2 separate regions of the Oryctolagus cuniculus genome follow, and region 1 is linked to region 2. A link is a contact called in public Micro-C data. All regions are on one chromosome and are shown on one strand. Each heading gives the region's core, a stretch centred on a gene start, on an enhancer-like site or on the middle of the called end of the contact. The rest is flanking DNA. Distances are from core to core; before and after follow the strand shown. Region 1 holds the start of YKT6 (YKT6 v-SNARE homolog). Region 2 holds the start of MRPS24 (mitochondrial ribosomal protein S24).

What was found. Hi-C and Micro-C count contacts between places; a contact is called where the count stands out from the background.
Region 1: a Micro-C map of ear pinna shows a contact between it and region 2, with 3 times the contacts expected there. The contact joins the promoter of YKT6 here to the promoter of MRPS24 in region 2. A contact is called at or near these places in 3 of 6 Hi-C or Micro-C datasets (ear pinna, psoas muscle and an unstated tissue).

Annotation. Positions count from the first base shown.
Region 1 is chr16:51,667,618-51,670,442 of mOryCun1.1, forward strand. YKT6 (YKT6 v-SNARE homolog) reads left to right here and starts at 1,439. Exons shown (of 7, transcript XM_008261819.4): 1 at 1,439-1,690. The coding sequence starts at 1,587.
Region 2 is chr16:51,491,462-51,494,395 of mOryCun1.1, forward strand. It overlaps MRPS24 (mitochondrial ribosomal protein S24), which reads right to left and starts at 1,309. Exons shown (of 4, transcript XM_070059877.1): 1 at 1,193-1,309; 2 at 1,045-1,113; 3 at 837-948; 4 at 1-25. The coding sequence starts at 1,231.

The DNA of each region.
Region 1 (2,825 bases), core at 189-2,688, 180 kb after region 2:
CCACCGACCACCGACCACCGCACCTGGGTGCTCAGGGCGGGCTGCTCTCACCACCTGGAGACAGCAGCAGGAGAGCCCTGCACGGCCCCGCACGGCTGAGAGGAACCAGGACAGCCCAGTACAGCCCCGCACAGCCCTAGAGGAACCTGGACAGTCCCACATGGCCCCAGAGTAACCAGTACAGCCCCGCATGGCCCTAGAGGAACCAGGACAGCCCCGCATGGCCCTAGAGGAACCAGGACAGCCCCGCACGGCCCTAGAGGAACCAGGACAGCCCAGTACAGCCCCGCACAGCCCTAGAGGAACCAAGACAGCCCCCCACGACTCTGCACAGCCCTAGAGGAACCAGGACAGCCCAGTACAGCCCCGCACGGCCGAGAGGAACCAGAACAGTCCCCCTCGACCCCACACAGCCCTAGAGGAACCAGGACAGCCCAGTACAGCCCCTCACAGCCCTAGAGGAACCTGGACAGTCCCACATGGCCCCAGAGTAACCAGTACAGCCCCGCACGGCCCTAGAGGAACCAGGACAGCCCAGTACAGCCCCGCACGGCCCTAGAGGAACCAGGACAGTCCCGCATGGCCCTAGAGTAACCAGTACAGCCCCGCACGGCCCTAGAGGAACCAGTACAGCCCCGCACGGCCGAGAGGAACCTAGACAGTCCCGCACAGCCCTAGAGGAACCTGGACAGTCCCGCACGGCCCTACACGGCCCTAGAGGAACCAGGACAGCCCCGCACGGCCCTAGAGGAACCTGGACAGTCCCCCACGACCCCGCACAGCCCTAGAGGAACCTGGACAGTCCCGCATGGCCCTACACGGCCCTAGAGGAACCAGGACAGTCCCGCATGGCCCTACACGGCCCTAGAGGAACCAGGACAGTCCCGCATGGCCCTACACGGCCCTAGAGGAACCAGGACAGTCCCGCATGGCCCTACACGGCCCTAGAGGAACCAGGACAGTCCCGCATGGCCCTACACGGCCCTAGAGGAACCAGGACAGTCCCGCATGGCCCCAGAGTAACCAGTACAGCCCCGCACGGCTCGAGAGGAACCTGGACAGTCCTCCACGACCCTGGACGGCCCAACACTGCCTAGCGCCGCCCAGGAAGACCCTGGACTTCAGAGCAGCAGGCAGGAGGGTCCGGCCCGGCCCACGAGAGGCTGCGGCAGCCCCGCCCAGCGACAGCGCCCCACGCCTCCCCTGCCCGCCCAGCGCGGGCTCCCCGGGCGGGGGCGGGCTCCCCGGGCGGGGGCGGGCTCCGCGGGCGGGGGCGGGCTCCCCGGGCGGGGGCGGGCTCCCCGGGCGGCGCCCCGCCTCTCGCTACGTCGCACTTCCGGTCCTTTCTGCATCCGGGGCACGAGTCTCCCGCCGCCCCCCGCCCCTCGCCGCCGTCACGGCTCGGGCGAGGCCCCTGACCGGAACCGGAAGCGGGCCCGGAGGCGGAAGCTCCGGCGGCTTGGTCAGCAGCTGGGCGCGGGGAGGCCGGGAGGCCGGCGGGCGGCGGTGGGGAGCCCCGGAGGCGGCCGCGCTGCTCCCTGCGAGCCGGCCCCGCGGCCAGGCGGGGGGCACCGGGGCGCGGCGCCATGAAGCTGTACAGCCTCAGCGTCCTCTACAAAGGCGAGGCCAAGGTGGTGCTGCTCAAAGCCGCGTACGACGTGTCCTCCTTCAGCTTCTTCCAGAGGGCCAGGTAGGCGGGCGCGGCTGCTGGCCACGTGGAGCAGCGGGCATCGGGAGGCCCGGGGCAGCGTCAGCGCGGGATGGGGGCGCGGGGGCCCGGGGTCCGGCGGGGGCGGGGCCTTGGCCGCTGCCCCCAGGCCTGCGCTCCGGTCAGCGGACTGCACCCCTGCGGAAGCAGCCGCCGTCCCCTGCGTCCTGGGGTGGCGGCCGGACCCGGTGGTTTCCAGGTTCTTGGCATATAGAGACAGTGCAGGCTCGAAGGGTCACGCCCAGGGCTGACCTCGTCTGCTGCGGGCCAGCAGCCGGGTTAAAACCGCCGCCTTCCAGCCGGTCAGTGGTGCCGTCGCGAGAGCCAGCGGGGCGTCCCGGAGACCCCCACAGGCTCCCCGCCGCCACGGAGGACTCGGGTGGTGGTGGGCGCCGGGGCTGTCCAGCGAGGACTGCGCGGGCGGGGTGGGATCCGCCAGGCTTCCAGGGCCTGTGAAGTCGGGCAGGTGTGGACCAGGGGAGCCGCAGGTGCCGGAGGGTCGCTGTCCGTGGTCACCGCCGCCGGCCCCGTGTGCCCCGCTCTGTTTCTCCGGACAGTGCTGGCCGGGGCTGAAGGATGGCTGTCGTTTTGTTGAAACGTTCTGCTCCTTCCTGTTAATTTTTCTTGTATTGTGGTAAAGCGAGCACACACGTGCAGAAGTTACCATTTTCACCGTGAGACGCGTGCCGTTCAGTGGCGTGAGCTGCGTTCAGAGCGTCGTCCGGCCCTGGCGCTGCGCGGCCGGCTCTTCCTCTTCGAAACTGGAACCCGCAGCCGTTAACACGGGCTGCCCGATCCTCGGCCCGCAGTCACTGCCCGCCCGGTGCGGTGGACCCAGGGACCTGGGTCAGCCCCCGACGTGCCTGCCTTTGGGGACAGTGCCTGTTGTCCCCAAGGCTGGTCCACGCTGGCGCGCGTGTCAGCGTCGCCTGCCCGTTGGCGCCCGCACTGTCCCGCCGTGCGGACGCACCATTGTGCTTGTCCCATCCTCTGCTCCGGGAGCCCTGCGCTGCGGCGCGGTGCCACGCACCCCTCGCCACCCCGCGGGCCGTTTGCTGCTGGGTGAGCTGTTGCGTCATCTCCTGGCTCCTGAGGGCCGCTCTGGGCCTTGGCATCC
Region 2 (2,934 bases), core at 59-2,558:
GCGTGCTCCTCCCCGTGCAGGCTCCCTGAGAAGGCACCGCGCAGTCAGCCCGGCCCGGCCCGGCCCGGGAACCCGAGTCCCACCCGCCCCTGCCTCCTCCTGCTGGAATAAGCTCTACTCCACGGCCCCACGAACCCCCTGGCCAGCCCTGGGAAGCACTCCGGTAGTACAAAGCAAGACTGAAGCCTGGGCCAGGGCACGAGGCGCAGGTGCCGGCTCCACATCCGGGTCCCCTCCGTGTCCGTGGCTGCCGCACGGAGGCACTGGTCATCCGCCGGCCAAAGAGACGACACCAGCTACTGCCCGTCGCTGCACGCCGCTGGCTGCCGTCAGCCACAGCCGCGGGCGCTCAGGGAGGGCCTGGACCCCGCACGGCGCGCACAGCCTCTGTTCCGAGTCCCACACTGCACCAGGCCCCAGAACCACGGAGAACGAGGGTCAGGAACAGGGCCTGACTGCCCACTGACCCTCCGCTCCTGGGGGCAGCTCCGGCAGGGCCGGCTTCCAGCGGCCATCTGGTCCCTACCGGACACGGCTGACCCCTTCACGGAGCTCGGTCCGCGGCCCCAGCAAAGCCGGCCTCACGCGCGCTGTCTCCAAGCCCCGGGCCGGCCTTAACGTTCAGGAACAGCAGGCGCTACGGGGCCACTTGAAACAGTGACGTCACACCGAGCGGGAAAACCCAGTTCCCCCCGGGCTGGGAACAGGCGCCCGTGACCTTGAGCGGTGCTCGGACGCGCAATCAGAATGGGCAGGGCCCCGGGGCCCCCACGCCCGTGGCTGCCCGAGCTGCTCCCCGCCCAGGGGACCCCGGACACGCGCGAGGTCGCGCTCACCTGTGTGCAGCGACAGCCAGCCCTTGCGGTGCGCGATGTGGTGCGGCGCGTGCGCCTCCTCGTAGCTCACCGGCTTGTCCCCCTTGCTCACGCGCACTCGGGCCGCCCGGTTCTGCGAGCGGGTTCAGGTTCAGGTCGCCGCGCCCCCAGACCCCGGCCCCGCCCTGCACCCCACGCCCGACCCCGACCCCGACCCGGCCGCGCTCACCTTGGCGCAGGCCGCCGAGGTGTGCAGAGCGCGCCAAACGTAAGGCAGCTCCCGGCTCCAGGACAGCACCTGTGCAGAGAGAGCAGGACTCGGACACCGGGACCCCCACTCCTCGTCCAGGCCCGCAGGCGCCGCGTCGCCCACTCACCTGCGGCCCCAGCCCCAGTCCACACGCCACCACCGCCATCTTGGGCCGAGCGGGACGAGCGGAGGGGGCGGGACCTAGACGGGCCGGGGCCAATAAGGTGCAGGGCGACGGTCGAGGGGGCGGGGACCCGGCGGGGCGGGACTCATGGGCGTCGGGCGTACGTCAGAGCGGGGCGGGGGCTACAGGGGGCGTGGCCGGGGCGGGGCTGCAGGGGCGTGGCAGGAGCGGGGAGGCTTCGGAGGAGTGGGCGGGGCGGGGTGCAGGGGCGTGGCTGAGTGGGTGGGGCGGGCCGCGCTCACCTGATGCCTCCACCTGCGCCGCGGGTCTCCTCTATTTCATATCCTGGAATTTGATAATGCAAATTGCCGGGCTGCGTGAGGTTTCCCGGGTTGACCTGGTATGAAGCACGCTACTGGCCCCTGGGGAGATTATCTCCGTGCCCGGGGATATGGAAAGTGGGCGGTGCCCCACGATGGTGCCGGGGCGAGGCAGAGAGAGAGAAAAACAGGAGTCTCGGGTCGCCTCATTTCCTGGAGCGAGATTCCTCTGACTGGAAGCTGAGCCCTCCAAGAACCTTGATGAAGGACAGGGCCTATTCCGGTGGGAGATTTGATGCAGAGATAAGGTGAGCAGGGGCGACGTCTCCGGTCCCCAGTTCTCTGCGAGCTGAAAACTCCCAGCTTCTCAGGAAGAATTCTTTTGAACTGGGAGTGTGGGAGCCGGCGTCTGATCTGCCCGGGTCTGAATTCCAGTCCCGCTTCCCGCATCACGTGGGCACTGACACCCGGGTCTGAATTCCAGGCCCACTTCCCGTGTCACGTGGGCACCGACACCCGGGTCTGAATTCCAGACCCACTTCCCGTGTCACGTGGGCACCGACACCCGGGTCTGAATTCCAGGCCCACTTCCCGCGTCACGTGGGCACCGACACCCGGGTCTGAATTCCAGGCCCACTTCCCGCGTCACGTGGGCACTGACACCCGGGTCTGAATTCCAGGTCCTCTTCCCGCGTCACGTGGGCACCGACACCCGGGTCTGAATTCCAGGCCCACTTCCCGTGTCACGTGGGCACTGACACCCGGGTCTGAATTCCAGGCCCACTTCCCGCGTCACATGGGCACCGGCACCCGGGTCTGAATTCCAGGCCCACACCCCGCGTCACGTGGGCACTGACACCCGGGTCTGAATTCCAGCTCCTCTTCCCGTGTCATGTGGGCGTGATGATGGCAGTTGTAGGCTGACTGACGGAGTGAGCACTTGTGTTCAGGATCCCTACACCTCCTCTCAGAGATGGACCTTGACCAGGGCAAAGATCCTTGTGACTCACACAGGGGCCACAGGCAAAGGTGACATGGCAGGACACCTGTTGAACCTGAGACGACAGGAGACCGCGCTGGCCTCGGAGGCGGGGCCTGGAAGCTCACCTCCTCGGTCTGGTCGACGCTCTCATGGAGCCTGACCGTCCTCCTGGAAACCCCCTGCTGAGCTGGATCTTTGCAAGGCCGCAGTGACCTGTCCAGTGGGCCAAATACTCCTGTAGGCTCGGAGCTTTGGGCCCTGGCAAGCAGCTTCATAGTCCACGGATGGCCATGCACCCATGTACAGCCACACACATGCATGTACGGCCACACGCACCCATGTATGGCCACCAATAGCCGTGTCTGCGTATCCACGTGCCCACACCCGTTCCCAAGCAGTCACAGCCACCAGCAGCCGCATCTCCCCCTGCGCCCCAGTTGCTT